2 separate regions of the Sus scrofa genome follow, and region 2 is linked to region 1. Evidence: chromatin contacts called from public Hi-C data. All regions are on one chromosome and are shown on one strand. Each heading gives the region's core, a stretch centred on a gene start, on an enhancer-like site or on the middle of the called end of the contact. The rest is flanking DNA. Distances are from core to core; before and after follow the strand shown. Region 1 has its middle 88 kb from the start of MIR9840. Region 2 overlaps KLF3 (Kruppel like factor 3).

Evidence for each region. A called contact is a pair of places that touch in the nucleus more often than the background predicts.
Region 2: a contact with region 1 is called in a Hi-C map of fetal liver, with 1.7 times the contacts expected there. The contact joins two enhancer-like sites. A contact is called at or near these places in 1 of 5 promoter capture datasets (fetal skeletal muscle), 22 of 47 Hi-C or Micro-C datasets (adipocytes, alveolar macrophages, brain and 15 more) and 2 of 2 datasets of contacts at active chromatin or transcription factors (alveolar macrophages and skeletal muscle).

The regions. Positions count from the first base shown.
Region 1 is chr8:29,636,103-29,638,806 of Sscrofa11.1, forward strand. No RefSeq gene overlaps it. Among named protein-coding and RNA genes, the nearest start is that of MIR9840, 88 kb to the left of the region's middle. Within about 2 kb of position 1,404, at least 32 of the 83 cell types and tissues checked have an H3K27ac peak or open chromatin away from gene starts, as enhancers often do.
Region 2 is chr8:30,046,631-30,049,330 of Sscrofa11.1, forward strand. KLF3 (Kruppel like factor 3) reads left to right here. Exons shown (of 6, transcript NM_001134352.2): 3 at 750-1,242; 4 at 2,181-2,331. Among named protein-coding and RNA genes, the nearest start is that of KLF3, 23 kb to the left of the region's middle. Within about 2 kb of position 1,366, at least 27 of the 83 cell types and tissues checked have an H3K27ac peak or open chromatin away from gene starts, as enhancers often do.

The sequences.
Region 1 (2,704 bases), core at 154-2,653:
ATGTACACCACAGCTTTCGGCAATGCCAGATCCTTAAGCCACTGAGCAGGGCCTGGTATCGAACCTGCATCCTCCTGGACCCTATGTTGGGTTCTTAACCCAATGAGCCACAGAGGGAACTCCTTTATGTCAATTACTTCTCAATAGCACATTTTTACTTATTTTAAAGTTTTTTTTGAATTACAGTTGATTTACAATGTTGTGCCAGTGTCTGCTGTACAGCAAAGTGACCTAGTCATACATTCCTTCCATAATACATTTTTAAAAATTTCATGCTTGTATTTGATGTTTCAGCCTAGCTTTTCATTCACTCTAATCTCCTGTATAAATTATTTGTTAGGAAAATTTAAGACCCATGGAAACCAGCATCAACTAATTTCTCCATGATTTAAGTGACTTTGAATATACTTTTTCCTTGCTAGGAATGTTCTTCCTTAACTAGGTTACTTGATAAACTCCTATTTGCACCTCAAAACCCACCTCAGCAACCCGCACTCCTCACCCCCACTCCGCACACCTTTCTTTCCCTACCAGTCCCAGCTTATTACCACTTGCTCTGTAGTGTGCATTGTACACAACTCTACCTTTGTACCTATTCCACATTCTTGTAATTCATTTGTGTGTCCATCTGTTTCATCTATCAGACTGGACAGTCTCTGAGGGCAGGACTTTTTTTTATTTATTTATTTTATTTATTTATTCATTTATTTTTGCTATTTCTTGGGCTGCTCCCGCGGCATATGGAGGTTCCCAGGCTAGGGGCGAATTGGAGCTGTTGCCACTGGCCTATGCCAGAGCCACAGCAACGCGGGATCCGAGCCACGTCTGCGACCTACACCACAGCTCACGGCAACGCCGGATCGTTAACCCACTGAGCAAGGGCAGGGACCGAACCCGCAACCTCATGGTTCCTAGTCGGATTCGTTAACCACTGCACCACGATGGGAATTCCAGGACTTATTTTTATTCATTCCTCTTCCCAATGCCTAGAACTGGGCCTGCAGAGCAGAGCAGATCTCTGTAAGTCTATTGATTAAAAGCAGCGTTTTCTTTACTTAAAAAATAACTGAAAAAGCTCCAGTGCTGCTACTTGAAAACCCAAAGGAGATTGTTAGTGTGTGTTTCTGAGTCAGCTGTGTGACTCTGGGTGTGTCCAGACACAGGAGTGGCCCTGGCAGGGGGCTCAGAGAGGGGTTGTCACTGGGTCCAAGCCCCGCAGAGGGAAGCAGAGAGGAGGACCTGAAGGGCCAGTGTAGGGCCTGCCTCACCCCCCTCCACCCCCTCCCAGGCTCTTGGAACAGCTCTGTACTTAGAGCCACTGGGACAAGCCCTGGCATTGTTTGCCTCTAGGGTAGGGTCAGAGGCCTTGTAGGAATGGCATGATTCTACTTCCTTAAATAGCGACTTGGGAATGAAATGAGTAACCGTGTCTTTAATTAGCCATGCCCCAGAGGCCCGGAGGGGGCTGGTACATGGTGGGCTCTCAGCCAAGATCAGCAACGTGCGGCTGGCTCTCCATCCAGGAGACTTAGTGGGATGTTTTATTTGCCTCTCTCCCCCGAGCTGTCCTGTCAGCCCCTGCTCCAATCTGCCATTCTTTCAGCCTGGTGCGCTGCGCAGGGTTGATGGAAGGGAAGAAGGCAGGAGAAAGCTAACCTTTCTGAGCATCTCTTGGGCACTGGGTTCTATGCTAGACACTGGCAACAGCGAAACGAAAGATGGGAGACGCCCAAGGATGTCCTCGTGGAAGCACAACCCACGGAGTCCAGCTTCAGAGCAGCGGCCAGCAAGAGAGAGGCCCAGCCGCCAGAGCCGACTTCAGAGTAATTGAAGTCCTCATACTTTCAGAGTCTATACATAGATCCCCTGGGTGTTCCCTGGTGGCCTAGCAGTTAAGGATCCAGCCTTGTCGTTGCTGGGGCACAGGTTTTGATCCCTGGACCGGGAACTTCCTCATGCTGCCGGCAAGGACAAAAAACAACAAACAAACAAAAAAAAAAACAGCCACAAAAGAAAAGAAAAGAAAAAAAAAAGAGAATTCTCCAGAGCCACCTTCAATATCACCTCTTTCCTTTTGTACCTAGTTCTTCATACCCTGAGCCTATCTTGGCACTTTTTCTTAAAAACAGAGAAACAAACCAACCACCAGAAAACTACCCAGATCTATCCAGTGTTCCCTTTTGTATCCTAGAGGAAATATCTTTCTGGCCCTAGACCACCAGGCTCTCCTCTCTTCCAAACACCTCTTTCCTCGGTTTCTGCCATATTCTTCTCCCAGCCCTGGTCCTACATCACAGAAGAGAAGAGGAAAATCCTGGGAAGGGGGAACCCTATGCAGAGAAAGAGAGAGAGAGAGGGGCAGAAACCAAGTAGGAAGAGCCTGCTTAGCTGGTAAGGAGAGCGAAGGATGCTCGGAACACTTAGAGGCTCATACTTCCTCTCGTGCACAGCATGGAAGCCTGCAACGCAGCGCAGCGAAGGTGCAGGGGGCAGGGACGACGGAGGCCTGGTGCTGAGGAACCACTTCCCAAAGACAAAAGGCCTGATGTGAGTTTCGAAGGAAGACTAGGAGTTTACAGAGAGGCCAAGGAGAAAGGGATTTCCATCCAGAGGGAGCTGCATGGGTGATGTCCCCTCACATAAGACAAGAGAAGGTCAAATCCCTCAGTGGACCATGTGTGTCAGGCATCTGCTCTATTCTCTA
Region 2 (2,700 bases), core at 116-2,615, 410 kb after region 1:
AGCTTCATTCAGATGGTGGATCTGTCCATGGAACATGCTGGGGCCAAGGGCTTAAGTACCCTAGCGTGATCGGCCTTCCATATAGAGGTGTGCAGGGTGACCGGCCATCCCGGTTTGCCTGAGGCGTTTTCCTCGGATGTTGGACTTTTAGGGCTACAGCCAGGACAGTGCGGGGCAAACCAGGGCTCTTGGTCACTCTGGGCATGGAGACCGGAGGCCATCCTAAGGCACTATCGTGCAGCTCTGTTTGTCCCTGTTCCACAAAAGGATCCGAGATACGTTGTGTGTCCCTGCTGAGGTGGCAGACACTAAAGTCGGGGAGAGTTTTTTCCGCCAATTGAGAAACCCCATCAGGAAGGTAGCAAGGTTAGCTGGCTTGGCTGGTCCTCGGTGAACCCCAGTGCCACCTCCTAATGATAAAGGCCCATAAGCCTTCTGTTTCATAAGCTGTTTCAGCATTTTACCAGGTATCATCCTCAGCCTTAACACTGGACACAGCCATCATCATCCCAGAATTAAATGTGATGTTTTCCCATGGGACACAGTCCCCACCTTAACCTCAGTGCTTACGTTTATTATGAGACCACCGCTGCCGTACATTCTTTTAGGCTCAAGCAGATCTCTAAAGCCAAACCGCTTATTAAAGTCCATGTAAGTGAATGTGCCTTGTTGGGTGTTTTCATCTTAATTCACCTTTCAAGCCGATGCCCTTTCCTGCAGTTGACACGCTTCTGTCTCTTTCCCGACAGTCCTACCCGTCGAGTTACATGGAGTCAATAAAGCCCAACAAGTACGGCGTCATCTACTCCACCCCGTTACCGGATAAGTTCTTCCAGACCCCGGAAGGCCTGTCGCACGGGATGCAGATGGAGCCGGTGGACCTCACGGTGAACAAGCGCAGCTCCCCGCCCTCGGCCGGGGGCTCCCCCTCCTCCCTGAAGTTCCAGGCCCCGCACCGGAGAGCCTCGCCCGGGCTGAGCCTGCCCTCGTCCAGCCCGCCCGCCAAGAAGTACTCGCCGCCGCCGCCCCCCGGCGTGCAGCCCTTCAGCGTGCCGCTGTCCATGCCCCCCGTGATGGCCGCGGCCCTGTCCCGGCACGGCGGCATCCGCAGCCCAGGCATCCTGCCGGTCATCCAGCCCGTCGTGGTGCAGCCCGTCCCCTTCATGTACACCAGCCACCTCCAGCAGCCTCTCATGGTCTCCTTGTCGGAGGAGATGGAGAATTCCAGCAGTAGCATGCAAGGTAACCCCCCCTCCCCCGCCGCGGCTGAGGCCTTTAGAAGGACCTTGCCCTGCGGGTCTGCCCCGCAGGGTGTGGGGGAGGGAGCACCGGAAGCCTGGGGCCGGGAGCTGCTCTGCGCTGAAAAGGAAACATTCAGAGTCTGCCTAAGGCATTTCCTTTTTCTTTTTAAAGGGTCGATAGCTGGTAGGGCTCCCAAGAACCAGGCCAGCTGTTGAATGCTGTGAAAGAATTCGTTTCACTAAGTCACTGTCAACTTTGGGATAATATGAATCTTGACCTTAGAGTTTGCTTTATTGACTGCCAGCTTGGTGCTTAGGTGCAGAAAGGCATATAAGACATACCTTTAGGAATCCCCATTGGGGCTGAGTGGGTTAAGGACCAATGCTGTCTCTGTGAGGATGCAGGTTGACCCCTGGCCTTGCTCAGTGGGTTAAGGATCCCATGCTGCTCCAGGCTGCAGTGTAGATCTCACATGCCGCTCGGATCCAGTGTTGGCTGTGGCTGTGGTGTCAGCTGGCAGCTGCAGCTCTGCTTTCGACTCCTGGCCCAGGAATTCCCATATGCTGCAGATGGGGGCCCTAAAAAGAAAAAGAAAGAAATGCCTTTAGACCTTGTAATAACTAATGGCTGTTAAAAGCCACCTTGTTTACTGACTGGTCAGAAGCAAAGGCCTGGGGTTAAAGGAGATAAACAAAGGTCATAAGGAAGAAATCTTTGGGGGGCTGATGTCTTAAAAGTCCAGCTTCCTACATACAAAGCTTGCTGGGAAGATAATCTTCAGGAGCAACAGGAGTCCCCCCCAGATTCATGTCGGCTGTCACTGCCAAAGGCGCATACTCACACACACCAGTGTTATAGCTAGAAGCTGTGCAATAAAGTTTTTAAAGGCTGAATTGGTAAATTGTATATAGAGTGACTTTTCTATTTTTATTTTTTAGTACCTGTAATTGAATCATATGAGAAGCCTATATTACAGAAAAAAATTAAAATAGAACCTGGGATCGAACCACAGAGGACAGATTATTATCCTGAAGAAATGTCACCCCCTTTAATGAACTCAGTGTCCCCCCCGCAAGCCTTGTTGCAAGAGTAAGTATATTGAGGCCTGCCTGGCATTTGCATAGCAGTGTGCTTCTTGGAGCTGGAGCTGGAACAGAAGCACCAGCTTCCAACGCAGGATGTGTTGTGGACTGCCAGGGCTGCCTTGTTGCAGGGGCAGCCACTGGGCCAGACGGGAAAATCTCTCCAAAAGCAACGTACTCTGTCGCACAGATTACATCATGTTTTCAGTGACTTGGTCAGCAGTGATTTTGCCACTTAACTCCATAAATCATGTTTATCTTGGGTTTTATTTCTCATCCTTCCAGAGGCTGTGTATATAGTTCTCCCACCATCTTTATCCCCGTATCACCCTAGATAGAATTTGGTGTGGTAGAGACTCCACTTAAGTTTGGATCC